Linked DNA regions of Sus scrofa: region 2 is linked to region 1. A link is a contact called in public Hi-C data. All regions are on one chromosome and are shown on one strand. The core of a region is the stretch at or near the end of the contact, and the rest is flanking DNA. Distances in the headings are between cores, read along the strand shown. Region 1 holds the start of NAIF1 (nuclear apoptosis-inducing factor 1). Region 2 holds the start of COQ4 (ubiquinone biosynthesis protein COQ4 homolog, mitochondrial).

Region 1 (4,858 bases), core at 1,844-4,343:
GAAACACGGAGGGACTCGCCTAAGGTCACACAGCTCATTCAGCAGGTCCAGGCAGCAAAGCCAGGTCTCCCCAGTACCAGAGGCCAATGTGCTCATAATCACCCACCGGGCTGCTTCTGGCTAATGAAGGAAAGGTCACATGCCCCCGAAGTGCCAGCACACGGCAGGCATCCTGGTGGGACCCTCGATGGTAGCGGTTTGCAGCCACACTGGTCTCACCACCCTCGGTGCTTTCTTGACTTCCATGTCTCTTACGGCCAAGGCGAAAGGAAGCAGGAGTGGGAAGCCAGCAGCTAAAGCACCCAAGAAAGGCCTCCTGGCTCCTTAATCACCTTGGCCAATGGAATACCTAAAGGGCCTTCCGTTCCACAACAGCAACTGATCTAGACCAGTGCGCACTCCCCTTTTCCACCTCAACGTCCTTGAGAATACGACACTGGGGGCAGATGGCACACATACAGCCAGTTCCCTCAAGCCCCACTGAGAATCACTGACCAATGCAGTTCCCAGCCCATCACAAAGAGCAGTAAACAGTCATCCATGCAAACTGAACGAAAAAGTCCAACCAACCAATTTCGTTGTGCTTCGTAGGCTTGAAGGCATTCTAGCTGGGCTGTTTGGGCCTTCAAGCCTGTAGGAAGGAGTTCCCATCGTGGCTCAGTAGGTTAACGAGTCCGACTAGGAACCATGAGTTTGTGGGTTCGATCCTGGCCTTGCTCAGTGGGTGAAGGATCCGGCATTGCCGTGAGCTGTGGTGTAGGTTGCAGATGCGCTTCAGATCCCGTGTTGCTGTGGCTCTGGCATAGGCCAGCGGCTACAGCTCCAACTCAACTCCTAGCCTGGGAACCTCCATATGCCACGGGAGCGGCCCAAAAAATGGCAAAGAGACAAAAAAAAAAAAAAAAAGCCTGTAGGAAAAGGTGAGTCTTCTCCACCCCTTTTTTAATGCCAACATCTACTGTGTGCTTCCACCCCCACCAAGAAGCCCCCTTTCTCTTCTGAGCTCTTAGGGCCTCCCAACTGACAGTGCCATTATCGACATATGTGTCTTATCTGACCTACTAGAATATAACTGGCCCATCTCTTAGACACCTTGGTAATCCCAGCGCCGAGCACAGGGTCTGGCACAGAATCGCGCTAAGGTTTGAGGCGTGACCAGAGGAGCAGAATAACACCAGGAACCATGAGGCTCCTCAGCAGTGCCTGATGGATGCTCACCACCCTGGAAACTGGAATGTCTTTGTCCAGAATCGATGTCCATCCACCTATTGGTTCAACAAATGTGTCCTGCCTGCCCACGGTGTGCCAGGCCCTGTGATAAGTCCTGTGAGGATACAAACAGGGTCTCTGTCTTCAAGGACCACATAGTTCAGTCATGGACACGAATGGTGGCCACACAGTGGAGAGCAAGCCAGCCTGTCAGAAGTCCAGACTGCATGCTGAGGAAGTCCAGAAAAAACAAGATCGTTTCTGCTTGCGGAGCTCTTAGAAGGCCTCGTGGTCTTCCAAGGCTCCCATCTGACCTTTGACCCTTGGCAGCCAACCTTCCCTGGGCTGCCCCAGCTCTTGCTGGCCCTTCCCATTTAGGCTCGCCAGACTGGGCGGGAGAGGTCACTCACTCTGTGTCAGGGTGACTGTGGCTGCGGCTGCAGTGGCTGTGGGTCCAAGGGCCACGGGGTGGATCTCTGTGGTACTGGGCAGGCTGATGATGGTGGCCTCGCCCAGGAGGTTGCAGATGCGTTGTTGCATGGGGGTGAGCAGTACGGGGCTACAGCTGGGCCACCACCGCCACTGCCACCACCTGTCCCAGGCCCACCGGCTCCGTCGTCCTCAGTGGGCCCTGGGGCCTCACCACCCTCCACAGCCGCCCGGACCTGGGCAACCTTGCGACGGACCTCGGTCTTGAGATCAGACCACTTTTTCTTGACCTCGGGCAGCTCCCTGCGGCAGGTGGCCACGGCATTGACCCTTCTCAGGATGCCATGCCACGCTGCGCTCTTGGCAGCCAGAGGGACCCCGGCGTTGAAGTGGTTCACCAGCAGGTGCTTCTTCAATTCCAACTCCTCCACGATGATCTCCACCTCTCGCTCAGAGAAGTTCATCTTCCTCTTCTTGGCTGGGACAGCCATGGCCTCTCCCCACCCCGCCTTTTAAATAAATTATAATCCCCTACCCGCCCAAATTCCCCTTCTCTTCTCCCTTAGCCTCGCTCCTCACCCACCCCCTCCTACAGAGGATAGGCTGGGCTTGTCCAAGGCCAAGCACCAGGCCTTTGGTAACCCCCCTCGTTACGCAAACTGCGTAGGGCCCAGCTCCGACTCGCTCAGCCGCTGCCAGCCAGCTGCGTAATGGCTTCCTGAATCTGCCTCTTCCGCCGGGATGTGCGGAGATCCGCCCACTTCCCCTCTTCCCGCCTCCCAGAGCTTCTCCAGGGGACCCACCCTCCCGGTTGGCCGAGGCTCACAGATTACGTCGCTCACTGGTTCTTTCCATCTGTCATTCAACCAAGGGCCCGCCTATTTACTGAAATTGGCCTGATGATTGGTCTAAAGGCGTGTCTGTCGCTACGGAGCGCGCCACCCAACCTAGCCTTAATTCATTTCCATTGGAAAATAGTCATGTCGTTCAATCATCAGTTTTACGAGTTTTGCGCCGTTAAATTCAGCTCTTTTATTTGTGGTTTAGGGAGTTAGATTACCAAAACTCGGCCTCCTGAGGATCTCTAGTGCTTGCGGCCTGAGATGTTGGCCAATTAATTTTTAATTCCATCCAGGTGCGCAAATTCTGCCTTGCAAGCGCATCTCACAGTTGCTCCTCACGTAAATCCTACTTCTCACCGGATATTACAATCTCTACGAATAGGACAGCTCCTCCAATCTTTACGATTCCTTCATCTAAACCACGTTTCTCAATGGAAATATGACACGGGGCCTTCTGCCTGCCAATCACAAGACTTGTGCCTATCACAGCGTGACTTCCTCTCTCGGCCGGACCCAGCCAATCCCCACCTCCCTCAGTTTGAATCGGCCCCTGGCTGAGCAGAGATCGCCCGCCCTCTCCATTGATCTGGGTAAGTCCAGGGCCGCGTGGGCAGTTCTTGGGGAGGCTCCGCCTCTCTAGGTGGCCGTCCGGTCTATGAGTGGCGGGCGTCGTGCCTAGGGGCGTGACCATCCAGGCGGCAAGAGGCGGGGCCGGGCTCCCGGAAGCCGCCCATCCGGCCAGCTTGCCGGCATCCCTGAGCCCGCGCTCAGTGTCTGGGGACACCCGCGTATCTTTCGTGCTCTCCCCGCCGGCCCGTTGCCCTTGCCTCGCGCCCGATGGTGAGCAGTGTGTTGTGCCGCTGCGTGGCTTCCCCGCCGCCGGACGCCGCCGCCACCGCCTCTTCGTCCGCCTCGTCGCCGGCGTCTGTAGACCCGTGCGGCGGCGCCGTCTGCGGGGGCCGGACCACCAGCTGCGCCTGTGGAGCCTCTTCCAGACTCTCGACGTCAACCGCGACGGCGGCTTGTGTGTCAACGACTTAGCAGTGGGGCTTCGGCGCCTGGGACTGCACCGCACTGAGGGCGAGCTCCAGGTAGGCAATGAGCTCTGTCCGCGTGGGCGGGGAGGGGACTCCCTTCGTTCCCCAGCACCTTCGGGAGGTCCAGGTGACAGGTCTGGTCTGCACCATCGCCTTCTTGGGCAATCCCTTGGAGCTTGGTTGTCTTGGTGGATGACCTCTCGGGTGGGCTGGGACCCCCTGGTGACAGATGGCACCCCATTTTCTGGTGGGAGTGGAGCTCCTTCTTGACCTCTGTGGGCTCTTGGGCCAGGAGGAAAGGCTCTCCTGGCTACAGGTGGGCACTCTCTGGACATTCTGATGGTAGAAAAGCCCCTTTCTGGTCGGGCTTTCCCCAAAGTAGAAGGTCAAATCTCAAAAGTTTGCCTTATGTCACCTTCTGACCTCAAGAGTAAGCTTTGATGCTCCCCTCTACCCTTCATTAATGGTTTCATCCATCCTCCTCCAGGGACACCCCTCACTCGCCTCTCCCGCTCCCTTCCATGCCGCCTGTGGGCCCTGATCTGGTTCCTCTCAGAAGCATGTGGAAGTTAGAAAAAAAAAAAGAAACTGGGGTTTCTGATGAATCTGGGGGTGTTGAGAACTGATGATTCTCAGGAGTTAGAGCCATCCCGTGGACACGCTGATTCAGAAGATGGAATTGTGATCTCTTACAGGGTTGCAGATTAGAATGAAAGAATTAGGGGGAAATCCTTCCTAAAAGTGAAAGTGTGACCCACCCAGGAGGGGGTATTGTTACTCTTGTCCTCCAATAGGCTCCCAGCCAAGGAGGAAGGGCAGACAAGAAGTGCTGTCCTTTCAGTATTAAAAACCTCAAGCAGAGGCTGTTTCTCTCCCTTCTGTCTCTCATGGTATGTTTCTCCATCTGACTTTGTAGCTGTGGCTGTCCTTTTCCACATGGTTCATCTATTATGGCTTAGCCCGATTTATAAACCTGGAGGAAAACTAATGAGCCCTTTACCTAGTAACCTGTTTCTCTTCGAAGTTTGTTCCTTTGGTCTGTTTATACACAGCGCAATTAGAGAATCTCTCAGAGCTAAGAGTGGGGAAACATCTGGTCCAATCCCTGTGAATTCAACCAATTTATGGACTGGGTAGTTTAACGTGAAGTGTTTTAAACTCATGTCCAAAATATCTTGGCTCAACATCCAAGATGTATAACCTACTCAGGATCAGCCTAGGAGACCAAGGGTAACCCTGTGCAAGAGAGAATCACTGGGTTAAGTCCGGGAGCAGAGAGACAAGTTTAAAAAAAAAAAAACAGAAAAAATCTTCGAACACAAGTTTTATGCAGAATGTTGT
Region 2 (5,178 bases), core at 1,886-4,385, 230 kb after region 1:
AGCGTGTAGCCTCATGGAGCCCAAACCAGGGTCAGGCTGAACTTTCGGACTTCCCCACCATGGAATCTGGAGCCCCAAGCTGTTTCCTCAGTTTCCTGGGCCCAGAAAAAGGCAACCCAAGAGGCCTGTTACTCTCTGCCTTCGCCACTCCCCCCAGTGAGAGGCTCTGAGTGGACTGAGTAAGACACCTGAATCAAGCCTGTGGGGTTCCCCACCCAGCTCCTGCAGGAAGGGGGCCTGACCACCATCCCAAGGAGATAATGGAGGCTGTGAGCCCCTTTGGGCAGGGCCTGGGTCTCTGTATTCACAGTTCTGATTCCCTGACCCAGAATTCACTGACAGCTTGGGAAATAACTGTTGAAAGAATGAATGGCCACCGATCATATGATTATGTTAAGTACATAATACTTTTTTGTATCAATTTTATCTCAATAAAGCTGTAAGAAAAAAAAAAAGAATGAATGCAGGAAAGAGCTAGAAGGTTTTATACTTTGGTAGATCAAGCTGAAGTAAGGAGGAGTTCCCGGTCGTGGCGCAGTGGAAACAAATCCAACTAGGCAGGTTCAGTCCCTGGCCTTGTTCAGTGGGTCAAGGATCTGGCACTGCTGAGAGCTGTGGTGTAGGTGGCAGACATGGAGCAGATCCTGTGTTGCTGTGTCTGTGGCATAGGCCGGCAGCTGTGGCTCTGATTAGACCCCTAGCCTGGGAACCTCCACATCCTGTGAGTGTGGCCCTAAAAAAAAGCAAAAAAAAAAAAAAAAAAGGAAGTGAGAAGAAGGGGTGCTTAAGAACCTACCAAGCTACCAAGGGAGTTCTCGTTGTGGCGAAGCAGAAACAAATCTGACTAGGAGCCATGAGGTTGCAGGTTCAATCCCTGGCCTCACTCAGTGGGTTAAGGATCAGGCGTTGCCGTGAGCTGTAGTGTAGGCTGCAAATGCAGCTGGGGATCCTGTTGCTATGGCTGAGGTGTAGGCCGGCAGCTGTAGCTCCAATTAGACCCCTAGCCTGGGAACGTCCATATGCTGCAAGTGTAGCCCTAAAAAGCAAAGGGGGAAAAAAAAAAAAAAAAAAAAAAGGAGCCTACCAAATCCAGGGTACATGACATAATGTCAACACAGAGCCCAGAGTTCCCTCATGGCTCAGTGGGTTAAGGATCTGGTGTTGTCACTGCTGTGGCTCCAGTTATAGCTGTGGTGCGGGTTTGACCCCTGCCCTGGGAACTTCCACATGCCTGGGGCATGGCCAAAACAAACAAGCAAGCAAGCAAAAAATTCCCATGGAGCCTCAGTTTTCTCATTTGTGCAACGGGACTAGACCCCATCTCCTAGGATTCAGTAAGGCAGTAGTTGGGAAAAGCTTAACACAGTATAATACAAAATAAGTCCTCGACCCATCATACTTATTGTTATTATACTGTGGAGTGACTATATTTCTGTCCAAGGGTCCTAGAGGTCCCTGGTCAAGTTCCTTAGCCTTCCCAATGCATGCCTGAATCACACCTAGTGGAGCGGGGGGGGGGTTCATTTTCAGAACTAGTTCTACTGTTGGGCAGCTATATTGACTAAAATGTCACTCTTTCACAGGAGCCCAAAACGCCCTGCACAGGAGTTCTACCTGAGGGCCTCGATCCCTACCTGGAGTCCCAGGATAACAAAGGGGCCAGCAAGCTACAGTCCACAGGTCACATCCCCAGTCCTGGGGTTTTCACGGCCTACCATTTAAACCGGTTTTTACATTTTTCAATGATTCAAAACAAACAAACAAACAAACAAAAAACCAAGAAGGGAGTCCCCCTGTGGCTCAATGCTGACAAAACTGACTAGCATCCATGTGGATGTGGGTTCAATCCCTGACTCTGCTCAGTGGATTAAGGGATCCGGAGTTGCTGTAAGCTGTGATGTAGGTCACAGACACAGCTCAGATCTGGCATTGCTGGGGCTATGGCATAGGCGGGCAGCTGAAGCTCCAATTCACCCCCTAGTCTGGGAGCTTCCAGATGCTGCAGGTGTGGCTCTAAAAAGCAGGAAAAAAAAAAATTTAATTAAAAAGAAAATGTCTGTGTCCATAAGTAAAGCTTTATTTGGAATACACTCAGGCTCGCTGCTTTACATACTATCTATAGCTACTTCTGCACTACAATGGCAGAGGTGAACCTGCAAAGCCTAAAATATTGACTATCTGGCCCTTTTTAGGAAACTTTGCCAATCTCTGGTCAAATACTTCATCCCCACTGCCACCCTACACTGGTTCGGGACAGTAAGAGTCTGAGCACTGGCTAGGACACTGATTCTGAGCAGGGATTTCCTGGGAAGTGACACCCAGGCCCCTTCCTAAATGTGCTTTACCCAGAGGATGGTTGATGAGGGAGGGCACAGTGGTGGCTGTGAGGGTCAGCTCCTTCTCTTCACTGCCTTCCACCGGACCCAGCAGGAAGCGAACACGCTGTTCAGGAGCAGGAGGCTTCCCAGCATTGAGACCTGAGCACACACATGTAAATAGCATCTCATCAATTCCGTGTGGACACCCAGGGGTGGGCGGGACAGGAAAACACGGGGATGCATAAGACAGTTCCAAGTCCACGGGTGCAGAGATCAGTAGCAATTAGGAACAAGAATTGGAGTCAAATATTGACTCTACTACTTATGACAACTAAAAATAGAGTCTGTTTACCCATCTGAACACCGGGGAAAGAGAGGAACAACAAACAGAGTGCATACGACAGACGATCAGGAAAAGGCAGCCGCCCAGGCGACGAGGTCACATGACTGACTTTACCCGCAAGGATCAGAAGCGGAAATAGACTCCGAGGGAAATGGGAAGGGGATCGTTAAGACTGGCTCGATGCACTCACCTTTCAAAAGCTGCAGCTCCACCGTATCCCGTAGATGCTTCCATTTTAGCCCCGGGGGCTTGTAGGCGGCAAAGAGCCCATGCAGCCGCGCCAGGCCGGCTGACCCCATCCCGGAGCCCGCGTCTGGGGCTCGCAGGACAGCGGCACCCGGCGGAAATGCCATATGGTCCCTCCCCAAATAGAGTCCTTCCAGAGGACGCTGCCATGTTTCGCAGCCGGAAGAGGTTCTCGTCTTTCTGTCCTCGGGGAAAACGTGCTGCGGTGAACAAAGTACGGTCCGACACTGAACCCCAAAGCCAGGCGGGCTTCCTTAGAGACACTTTGGGGGGCAAGGTGAAATGGGGAGAATTTTATATCCTTGGAATTAGATTGCCTGGGTTTCTTCATACTTAGAGATAGAGACCTTTCCTGTCCGTGCTCTTTCCCCCCTCCCGCAAAAAAAAACCCTACTCCGCGCCGTAGGAATCGAGCCCTTTTGACTTCTCCGGCGCGCCGTCGTCGGGGAAGTCTGGGGCATTGGCCTTGCCCTTCCCATCCTCCCGCGGACGTCCGACTGTACCCGCTGCCATGGCGACGCTGCTGCGCGGGGCCCTGCGCCCCCTCCGCGCCTTCCAAGGCCGCGGGCAGCCGGCTGCAGGCAAGTGGCGGGGGCTGGTCGGCGTGCTGGCGTCCCCCGGCTCTTTTGACCGCGCGGCCTTTTTCTTGCCTCGCAGATGTGCCCCTTCGTGCCACGAGCCATGGCACCGGCCTCCTCTACCCCGAACACATCCCCACTTCCCTGCTGCAGAAGGCGCTGTTGGCCGCGGGCTCTGCCGTAATGGCCCTCTACGACCCTTATCGCCACGGTAAGGCTGCCCGCGCCTGGCGTTCTCTTGGGAGGGCGGGGGAGGGGGGAGGCTCACCCTTGCCTTGGAAGTCCCGGGGAGGTCCCTGCCACTGTCAAAACCTCCGTTTCCTTTGGGTAACTGGAAACAAGACAAGGCCAGGGTACCCAGACCAAGCTGCACCTCACAGTCACTTGCAGTATTCATAAAATGCGGATGCCTGGATCCCACCCTAAAACTTACTCAATTCGAATCTTGTGGGAGTGGGGAAGGGAGGCAGGAAGGGGCGTGGAATCTGAGCCTCTGCCTTTTTAAACTGCTTCCCGGGAGATTCTGTCATCCAGCCACACTGAGGATCTCTGGGCTAGATGATTTATGCCCGTAAAAGTATAACGTCCCTTTAGAAATTAAACTTTATGAGGTCGGGAACCATAACTACCCTGCTCCACTGGAGTGGTAGCATTTTGGATAGGGCACGGGACATAATAAATGCTCCGTAAGTGCTTGCTAGACATTTGACTAGAACATTCTTGGATCCTACACTGCCTTTCTCATCCCCTCCAGGATTTCTAAGTCTGGAAAATTCTGTTACTCCTGCTAGTAAAAACAATAATGCTGGGAGTTCCCGTTGTGTCTCAGCGGTTAACGGCGGTAACGAATCTGACTAGGATCCATGAGGACGCAGGTTCGATCCCTGACCTTGCTCAGTGGGTTAAGGATCCCGCATTGCTGTGAGCTGTGGTGTAGGCCAGCAGCTGTGGCTCCAATTCAGCCCCTAGCCTGGGACCCTCCATATGCTGTGGGTATGGCCCTAAAAAAAAAAAAAAAAAAAAAAAAAAAATGGTAATTGCTCATTAAGCCCTTATTTTGGTTGCTCATTGCTCAGTGTTTTATATACGTGATGTTCTTGATTTTTCATATTGACCCTATAAGAAAGATGTTATCTGCACTTCCAAGTTAGGACACTGAGGGTCAAAAATGTGAAGCAGTTTGCACAAGGTCCTCTAGACAGTGATTGTAGCTGGGGTCGAACCTAGCACTCTGTGATACCAAAGTCGGCCCCTGTCCGTGGAGACATGATATTCTGTTGTAATGATGGATGTGAAAGTGATTCATAAATTTGTCAGAGCACTGTGCTCACCAGAGCCACCTCCCCCATCAGATGAATAACAGTCATAACTATATTGAGCTTTTACTGTGTGCCCAGCGCTTCACTACATGTTTAACTTGAATCTTTATAACTTAGAGGTAGATATTCTGTTTGCTCATGTAGGAAATTGAGGCTCAGACCAGGTCAGGCGATCCACCGAAGATCACATCCTCCACGTGTCCCCATTTCTTTCCTTTCAGACATGGTTGCAGTTCTAGGAGAGACCACAGGACGCCGAACCCTGAAGTTCCTCAGGGACCAGATGAAGAGGGATCCAGAGGGTGCCCAGATCCTGCAGTAGGTCCCAGCTCTGCCTGGGGGATTGAGGGCATTCTTTGGCGCTTCCCGTCTGT

Evidence for each region. A called contact is a pair of places that touch in the nucleus more often than the background predicts.
Region 2: a contact with region 1 is called in a Hi-C map of liver, with 3 times the contacts expected there. The contact joins the promoter of COQ4 here to the promoter of NAIF1 in region 1. A contact is called at or near these places in 1 of 47 Hi-C or Micro-C datasets (liver) and 1 of 2 datasets of contacts at active chromatin or transcription factors (alveolar macrophages).

Annotation. Positions count from the first base shown.
Region 1 is chr1:268,528,435-268,533,292 of Sscrofa11.1, forward strand. NAIF1 (nuclear apoptosis-inducing factor 1) reads right to left here and starts at 3,094. Exons shown (of 5, transcript XM_003480616.4): 1 at 1,772-3,094; 2 at 1,620-1,769. The coding sequence starts at 2,129. It overlaps SLC25A25 (solute carrier family 25 member 25), which reads left to right and starts at 3,318. Exons shown (of 11, transcript NM_001164510.1): 1 at 3,318-3,439; 2 at 3,442-3,571. The coding sequence starts at 3,318.
Region 2 is chr1:268,753,555-268,758,732 of Sscrofa11.1, forward strand. It overlaps COQ4 (ubiquinone biosynthesis protein COQ4 homolog, mitochondrial), which reads left to right and starts at 3,136. Exons shown (of 7, transcript XM_001928334.4): 1 at 3,136-3,488; 2 at 3,565-3,696; 3 at 5,026-5,122. The coding sequence starts at 3,419. It overlaps TRUB2 (probable tRNA pseudouridine synthase 2), which reads right to left and starts at 4,217. Exons shown (of 9, transcript XM_021069594.1): 1 at 3,754-4,217; 2 at 2,852-3,170; 3 at 2,346-2,477. The coding sequence starts at 3,014.